2 separate regions of the Mus musculus genome follow, and region 2 is linked to region 1. A link is a contact called in public Hi-C data. All regions are on one chromosome and are shown on one strand. Each heading gives the region's core, a stretch centred on a gene start, on an enhancer-like site or on the middle of the called end of the contact. The rest is flanking DNA. Distances are from core to core; before and after follow the strand shown.

The links. Hi-C and Micro-C count contacts between places; a contact is called where the count stands out from the background.
Region 2: a contact with region 1 is called in a Hi-C map of cerebellum, with 3 times the contacts expected there. The contact joins two enhancer-like sites. A contact is called at or near these places in 3 of 484 Hi-C or Micro-C datasets (brain, cerebellar granule neurons and cerebellum).

The regions. Positions count from the first base shown.
Region 1 is chr12:89,552,709-89,556,722 of GRCm38.p6, reverse strand. The region is part of intron 14 of Nrxn3 (neurexin III); the gene reads right to left. Among named protein-coding and RNA genes, the nearest start is that of Gm40537, 580 kb to the right of the region's middle. Within about 2 kb of position 1,777, at least 4 of the 459 cell types and tissues checked have an H3K27ac peak or open chromatin away from gene starts, as enhancers often do. A contact at or near this core is called in cerebellar granule neurons and cerebellum, where this site is marked.
Region 2 is chr12:90,084,325-90,088,083 of GRCm38.p6, reverse strand. The region is part of intron 15 of Nrxn3 (neurexin III); the gene reads right to left. Among named protein-coding and RNA genes, the nearest start is that of Gm40538, 320 kb to the left of the region's middle. Within about 2 kb of position 1,968, at least 4 of the 459 cell types and tissues checked have an H3K27ac peak or open chromatin away from gene starts, as enhancers often do. A contact at or near this core is called in cerebellar granule neurons and cerebellum, where this site is marked.

The DNA of each region.
Region 1 (4,014 bases), core at 528-3,027:
AATTAAGTCCCAGTGACTCTCATTGTGTTTCCTGTACCTGGTGCTGGATTCTTTGAACAGCCTTGTTTGAGAACAGCATCCAGCTGCCCAGCTCTAGACCTGAGGGCAAAGAACTAGCAATCATCATTTCAGTGCTAAATAAATGGGGCAGAGGCCTTGGTGTGTTTGTCTGAAAGATAGAGGGGAAGCTACCTTAGAGCCCCAGACCCATCACTGGTAACCACTGTGGTGCCACTTCCATGTAAGCTGCCAGAAACCACCTAGTGATCTTGTGCAGGAATTCAATGTACCTAGGATCCTGACACCTACAGTAGGAAAAGCTTGTGCCTGAATAATCCCAGCCACACCCAGTGGAATGTCATCCTAAGAGAAGCAGGTGATCCATGCCACACTAGCTAGAGCCACTGGTAACTGAAGAAGCAGCATCAAGGGAGAGAGCCATCATGTCAACAGCAAGGAAAGTGGAGGTAGAGCTGGTATCTTTTATAGATATGGCAAAAGAGTGGAGAGCTGGCAAATGGTTCTAAGGTGCCAGAGAAGGAATACAGAGACGTGGAAGCCAGCAGACATCCAGGTTGCTAACATCTCTTGGTCTGCAGCCCTAGGCTAAGAGTGAGAACTGAATGTTGCAAGAGGTCAAGTGGTCATGATGAGTACAATATTAGATGTGTATCTACTTGCCTACTGCCCCTGCTCTCGGATGCCAAACATTGGGGGGCTACAATAGATCCTATAGCTGAGTATTTAAATAGCTTCTTATCTACCTCTAATTTCTATTTATAATGTCTCTCAAACCACTGGCGAGTTATACCCCTGGATTTAGAATTCTTGGGGGATGGAGTTTATCTTTCATCTCCATCTTTCCACTGCCCAGAATCTTGTTTAGTACATAGTAATATTCAGACAGAAACTTCGTGCTTTGGACAAATTCAAGGAAATTACAGGGTCATGCCTTGCCTTTTCTGTTTTCGTTGATAACAGACTTTAAGAAAAGGAAAGCACTTGTTGAGCTGTGCATGTGTCCTAGAGCAATCTCAAAAGCGATCGTCCTTCATTGGGAACCTCAAATGACAGACTCAGTTGGATGGTATTTTAGTCATTTCTCATTCATGCCATCTATTTCCCACACACTGTCTGTAGGAGGAAAGGCATTTTTGTCAGTGCTTCCTGTTGAAATATCTGCTCATAACAGGAACTTACCTGATTCCGAGTATCAATGCTCTTTATCAAAATACATGAGTATGGTTTATAACAAGGACACTGACAAGAGCATGTTGAAACTCTCCAAATGTGTTTAATTTTCTTGCTTATAAAGAAGGGTCATGACTGAGAAAAAACTCACATTGAGAATATCCACTGTTTACTCCTCTTAGTCCTGATTCCCTCCATTTTCCCTTGACCAACATGGGGAAAAGGAGGAATTTAAAAAAAAGCAGAAAAAGAAAAAAAAAGATCCTATCCATTAAATTGACCAATGGACTCACAGTACCCTCTAGTGGACAAATGGCAAACATTTATTTGTTTATTTGTTTGTTTGTTTATAATGTATGCACAGGCTTTCCCTTTTAAACCTAATACACTTTTGGCTTTGCTCACACGTCTCTTGGTATCTAGTGATCTTACAAATTCTTCTTTTTAAATCTACACTAAAAATGAATTGCAGGCATAAAAAGAAAGAACAAACAATTTCTTTTATTAACATCCAAACCTGCTAACACAAACACTGGGGGCCTCTACATAAATAGAGATGTGTGGGTTGGGCACCATCTGTCTATACTCCTGTTTGCCAAGTATCCTCTTATAGCACTAGGCATTTAGGTGACCAGTGTCTGGCCATCTAGACTATGGCTGGATTCTATTGCATTCCTCTGTGGGAATGTGGTTGTAATCCTACCTTGTATCTTTGCATACAACAAGGTGATATCATAGAGAAAGGAACTCATTTCTCATAGGTAAAGCTGGATTGCCACCTCCGTTCCCTGTCTCCTAGCTCTGTAACTTTTGAGACGGCTATCCCAAAGATTACATCTCAGTTCTCTCTGTTGAGGTAATGGTAATCAAATGAAAGACTATAAACAGAATCAAGAGGAAATAGATTAGTCTGCCGTGGTCTGAAGTCTTAGAAAAGTTTCCCAAAGTGTTTCTTATAAGTTTTATTTCATTTCTTAGCTAGTACATTCTAATTTCTATCTGATTATATTCATATGGTAGAACAGGAATCATAAAAATAGATTTCCACTAAGGGAAAAGTGGCTTCCCTGTCTGGACTCCGTAAGTCTTTAGTCATTTGGCAAACTTCAACAAATAACCGGAAGAACATTATCAGTCTAGGGATGAGTTCCCCTCCAATTGGCACTGGATAATCTCCTCTAGGGATAACATGTGTGAAGTGCAGATATGACCAAAATGGTGATGAATAGGTGGGTGAATAGTTTGTTAGTTTTACAGTTGTCTTTTAAAACAAACAAACAAACAAACAAACAATCAAAATCCTTTCCCTCTGAACTAACACAGAAAGAGAAGTGAACATTACATTCAAATCATTTTTTTCCAAAATCTATAGCTGAGGTACTTCGTAGATTTCATTTTCCTAATCAAATTTAGAGGCTATGTTGAACAATAAAGCAATCTATTATGACATAGACATCCCCCCCCCAATGAATCATTTGAATGGATCAAAATAAATGAAATACTCAAAGAAAATGACACTACAAATTCTGAAACATTAGTAGTTTTTCTAGACTTCCTAATACTGAGAATGGTTGGGTTATTTTAATGATATGTATCTACCTGAATCTTTAAGAAATACTTACATTTCAATCATAGGAAGAAAATATTTGTGTTCATATTCCTAAAAAGAAATCATGAATGTCCTAAAATCGCATTACATTTGCTGGCCTATATTATTCTCTTGTCAAAGAAACCTTCATTTAACTCCAGGGCAGAGGAGACGGGACCCACCACAGGCTTGTGTAATAAAGAGACAGATGGCCTCACTGGTCACCTGTCAGCAGAAATTATTCACAGAGGAGAAAATGAGCAACAGAGACTGAATAATTCTTGTGTGTTTTGATTTCATAATCTCAAGCCATCCTATCTGTTTATAAGGTGAATTTTAATCAGAGCAGGAAACAAAGTTGGGGAGAGGATAGAATATTTATTGCAGCCCTCACCAGAGGTGGACGGCATGAAATATTCTTCTTTGATCATGATGGATGGACCCTTCTTCTATAAACTGGAAAATGAATATCCTCTCCATCCCAGCCCTTCTCTACAGACTTCCTGGGGAAGAGGAGGGGATCTCTCCTGTCCAAACCTGACAACTGAATTTAATCATGCGTGTAAGTAGCAAGTCCCCATGATAAGCATCCCACTCACCCTGAACCACCAGCACCAATGGAAAGACTTTAACTTACAATGTGGATTTCATTAAAGAAAACAAAAATGGGGAGGGGCTGGAGATGGAAGCTGGTTCTCAAATATTCATTTGTTTATAGTTGCATATAATTTCCATGTTATAAATTGCAAAATTGATTAAATAAAACAAAACATTTACACTTACTACCATGGCAAAGACGATTTTCTTTAATTTCTGTATACTTGAACTTCCTCATTATCTTAAAATTAAGTCATGATTTTTAAAAAAAAATAGTATGGCTATTTTAATTTGGGTGACAGAGTATAATAGATTAATTCATAGGAATATTTTTTAATTTCTTAAAGAGAAATAGTTTTTTTCTTGAGACCCCAAAATATTGAAACATACTTCCTTATGCAGATATCTAAAAGTGGTAGGGTTTATTTTCTGAACTTCTAAACAAACTCATCGAATCTATGTAACCTTGGGTTGTCCTTCTTTAGCCACTTGACAAATCCTCAACTTTCTAAGCCATGGGACCAGAAAATCATAGGATTAACACAGAAGCAAATCATACTTTACCTTATGCCTACCTTCTCGGGGGGTGAGGGGGTAGATGACCACAATTTATAAGTTCATCCCCCTTAATCCAATCA
Region 2 (3,759 bases), core at 719-3,218, 530 kb before region 1:
CACCTTTCATTTCAATACTTTTGCAATTGTTATTAGTTTGAGGATGAATTGAGAACACTCCAGGACTTCCAATTGGTAGTCCTGTAGACAGTAAGTTCTTAAACTGTCTATATCTGGATCAGTCACTCATCCTTTACACATAATTGCTAGGGTAACAGAGTCCAGATTATGAACTCACTTGGCTTCCCAGAGAACAGTCACCTTTGGGCAGAGCAATCATTCTTGTCCTAGTCATTAAGCTACTGTGAGTTATCTCTATTAGAGGCCTAGACCACAAAAAAACAAAACAAAGCAAAAACAAAAAATAAAACAAACAAACAAACACCCAAAACCTTGATCTCTATCTTGCACTGATTATGACCTCAAAGTATTCCTTTGAGCTCTTGAGATATCTCTAAGAAAGTAAGAAAACTTCCTCCTCAAACATGAGAACCTGAGCTTGACATCCACAGGACTCACATAAACAGGAGATGTCTGTAACCCCAATGCTGGGGAGACAGGAGGATTGGTAGAGCTAGCATGCTACCAGCCTAGCTCTAGGTATAGTGACAGATAGTATCTCAAGGGAATAAAGTGGAAAAATTGAGATGGACATGTAGTGTTCTCTCCTTGTGTCTGTGAGGACATGAGCGTGCATAGTTATACACATGAATGCATGTACAACACACACACACACACACACACACACACACACGCACACACACACTATATATATACATATATATATATATATATATATATATATATACATATATATATATATATATATATACATACACACACACACACATATATATATACATATATATATATATATATATGTAGTCTTAAATCTGAAAACAGAGAAAAACAACACAAGATCTCAATACTTGCAGATATCAACAAATTATAATAAAATACATAAATATACCCACAAATATACAAAGTCAAATTTCACTAGTTCTCTTTATCTATAGGTCTACTTTTCAGGACCCCCCTCTCCTGCCCCTGCAAGGGCATAGCTGAAACCTCAGGCACTAACAAGCCCTGTGTAAGCTACATGTTTTCCCTACATGCCTGGAAGCATTACCATAGAGCACTAGATTTAAACTTTTCGTGTTCCACTCCTTGACACCATCACTCCTCTTGGGCTTTAGGATCATGATTGAATAAACATGAACCAAATGCTTACATTGTGATATCACACCAGTTGATCTGACAGACTAAGACGAATACTCCAGGGTAGTATATCTACTACAGAAGTTGGGGACAGAAGGCAAAGGAACCATTTACATTCAGATGGAATGGACAGGGCAGGTGGCATGAAATGTCACACAACTCATAGCGTGGACAGTTCAAACCAAGGCATTGCTTACTTCTGAAAGATTAAATTTACTATTTTTAGACCATAGTTGACTGTAAGTAGCTGAAACCATAGAAAGAAATGTGTAGAACAGGGTATGCAACTGTATCAACAAAGTGTGATGGAGTCCATTGAGTTACAAGTATGCGTTTCTAAGGGTCTGAGATAGCAACTTAAGAGAAGGGATGTCTTCCGTGGTTCTGAATGAGAGCAAGGGAAGAAAGGGGTAAACCAAATACTTCATATTTATCAATACCAAAAGACTGAAGAAAAAGCAATAGAATTCATTTTAAAAATTAAATACATTTTATTAGTTATACTAGCGAAGACCAGTAGACACGAGTATGCAAGATTTTACTATGACAGAGGACACAGCAAAAGTCAATGGCTTATTGTCTTAGCGAAAATTTATATAACGTTGATGGCAGACCATCCCTACGGCTAGATATAAGGAATGTCTGTGGCTACTGAACAGTTGAAAGTGTTTAAAATGCTATAATGTTTGTAAACATGTTGGTGGTCACATAAGAGACAATATGGAATATGTCCACACCCTGGGAGCCTGGGGAAGCAGTAGAGAAAAGCTATAGTGGAGCATAACAGCAGGACAGAAGGATTCTACAGTGAGTCAGAATCATATCCTGAGAGACCAGCTAAACAAAGCACACACAGGTAGGACATCACAGTGGGGCCAGAAGGCTGCCATCTGTCCAGTGTCAAAATGAGAACAGACCTCTCTATTTTTTCCTGAGTTGGAAAAGTGTGTGTGTGTGTGTGTGTGTGTGTGTGTGTGTGTGTGTGTGTGTGTGTGAGAGAGAGAGAGAGAGAGAGAGAGAGAGAGAGAGCCTTGCATTTACATGAGTTTCCCAGTAAGTATGCTTGCATGCAAACATGTAAAATCCATAGGAGGACATCTGGTATCTTCCCTTATTGCCCTTTACATTATTCCCTTGAGAAAAAACTCTCTCATTAGACAAGAAACTTGCTGTTTTGTCTAAGATGGGTGACTAGCAACCATCTCCCCCCACCCCACCCCCAGAATCTGTTTATCTCTGCACTCCAAAGCTGGGATTATGGACATTTGTAGCCACCCAATGCTTAGGTGGGAATTTGAAATAATCTACTGAGCCATCTTCCTAATCCCAAGATTTTCTCCTTTGAGAAACTTGTAATATGACATTTTTGACCTAAATAATGAGTGTCCTCCACCAGTCCCATGGAGAGGAAGCTGCTGTGCATCCTGCCTGTTAATTCCTATACAGTTCTGACATCTGTCTTTTCGTGTGTGCATAAGAAAGTAAATAAATGAAGAAGAGAAACTATCCAGAAGGGCTTTGACCTTATTCCATTTTCCATAAATAAATATATATTTACACACTTCCAGCAGACACTGGTGGAAGAGAACCTGTGTTGAATAATGTCCTAGAAGCCTTTGGGAAAATGCATTTTTAATTTGTTTCTGCTTCTCTTCTTACCTAGATGAAATAAGTGGATAATGCCAGAGAGACAGGCAGCATCCCAACGGCCTCACAGAGAAGCAATTACATATTCTTTTGCTCTCCCCTTGAAATCAGCAAAGATAAGAATACTATGTTGGCAGCACCTGCTGTTGTTGGTTTCTGGTCTTTTCTGTCTTTCTTTCTCCCTAGAATGAAAGCCAAGGAAGTTTCTAAAAAAAATAAAATAAAAATCACCTAACTTGGCCAACTGATCAGTTTTATAGCAGACTCTTGCAACAACAGACTATCCAGTTTGAATCACATCTTCCCAGTTGGATTATAAATGCATGATTGACTGAAAGTGCATATGAAACATGGGAACATGCTTCCCAGTTCCTGCAGGAAATAAGAGTTATAAGCCTTAGATATAAACACAGAAACACTTAGGCAATCATTTCGCTGGGGAGAGTACAGCTGGAAATTGAGGACTAAAAGCCATTCTTGTCTTGGAATAGGAGAGTAGAGCCTTGAGGGAGCCATTCTGATATGGACAGAAAAGGAGACCAGAACTCAGCAAAGTTGGTACCCACAGGAAGCAAGCACTTCATTCCTTTCCTTGCAATATATAAATAGAGCCTTTCTTCAGTTATTTTTAGATTTTTTTTTTAACAAACAAAATCCAGGTCATTGAAATCCAGAAACGTCACCTTTTTTCCTCTGAGTGACCCGCTTTGTCCTGATCCTGTCTCGGCATCTTCTTTCATTTCAATCTCCTTTGCTCCCTTCTCCCTCCAGGGCAACCCTATTTCAGGACAACTGACTTTGGCCCCAGTTCTCACTCATTTTATACTCTTCAGTCTTCTACTGAGTTGGTAGATTCCAAGCCCCAAAAGGGTAGGCAGCATGCCTGCAAAGTCTGTTGTTTCCATAGCAAAAGCAACACCAAGCACAATTAGGTACTTAATTGCTTGTGATGAC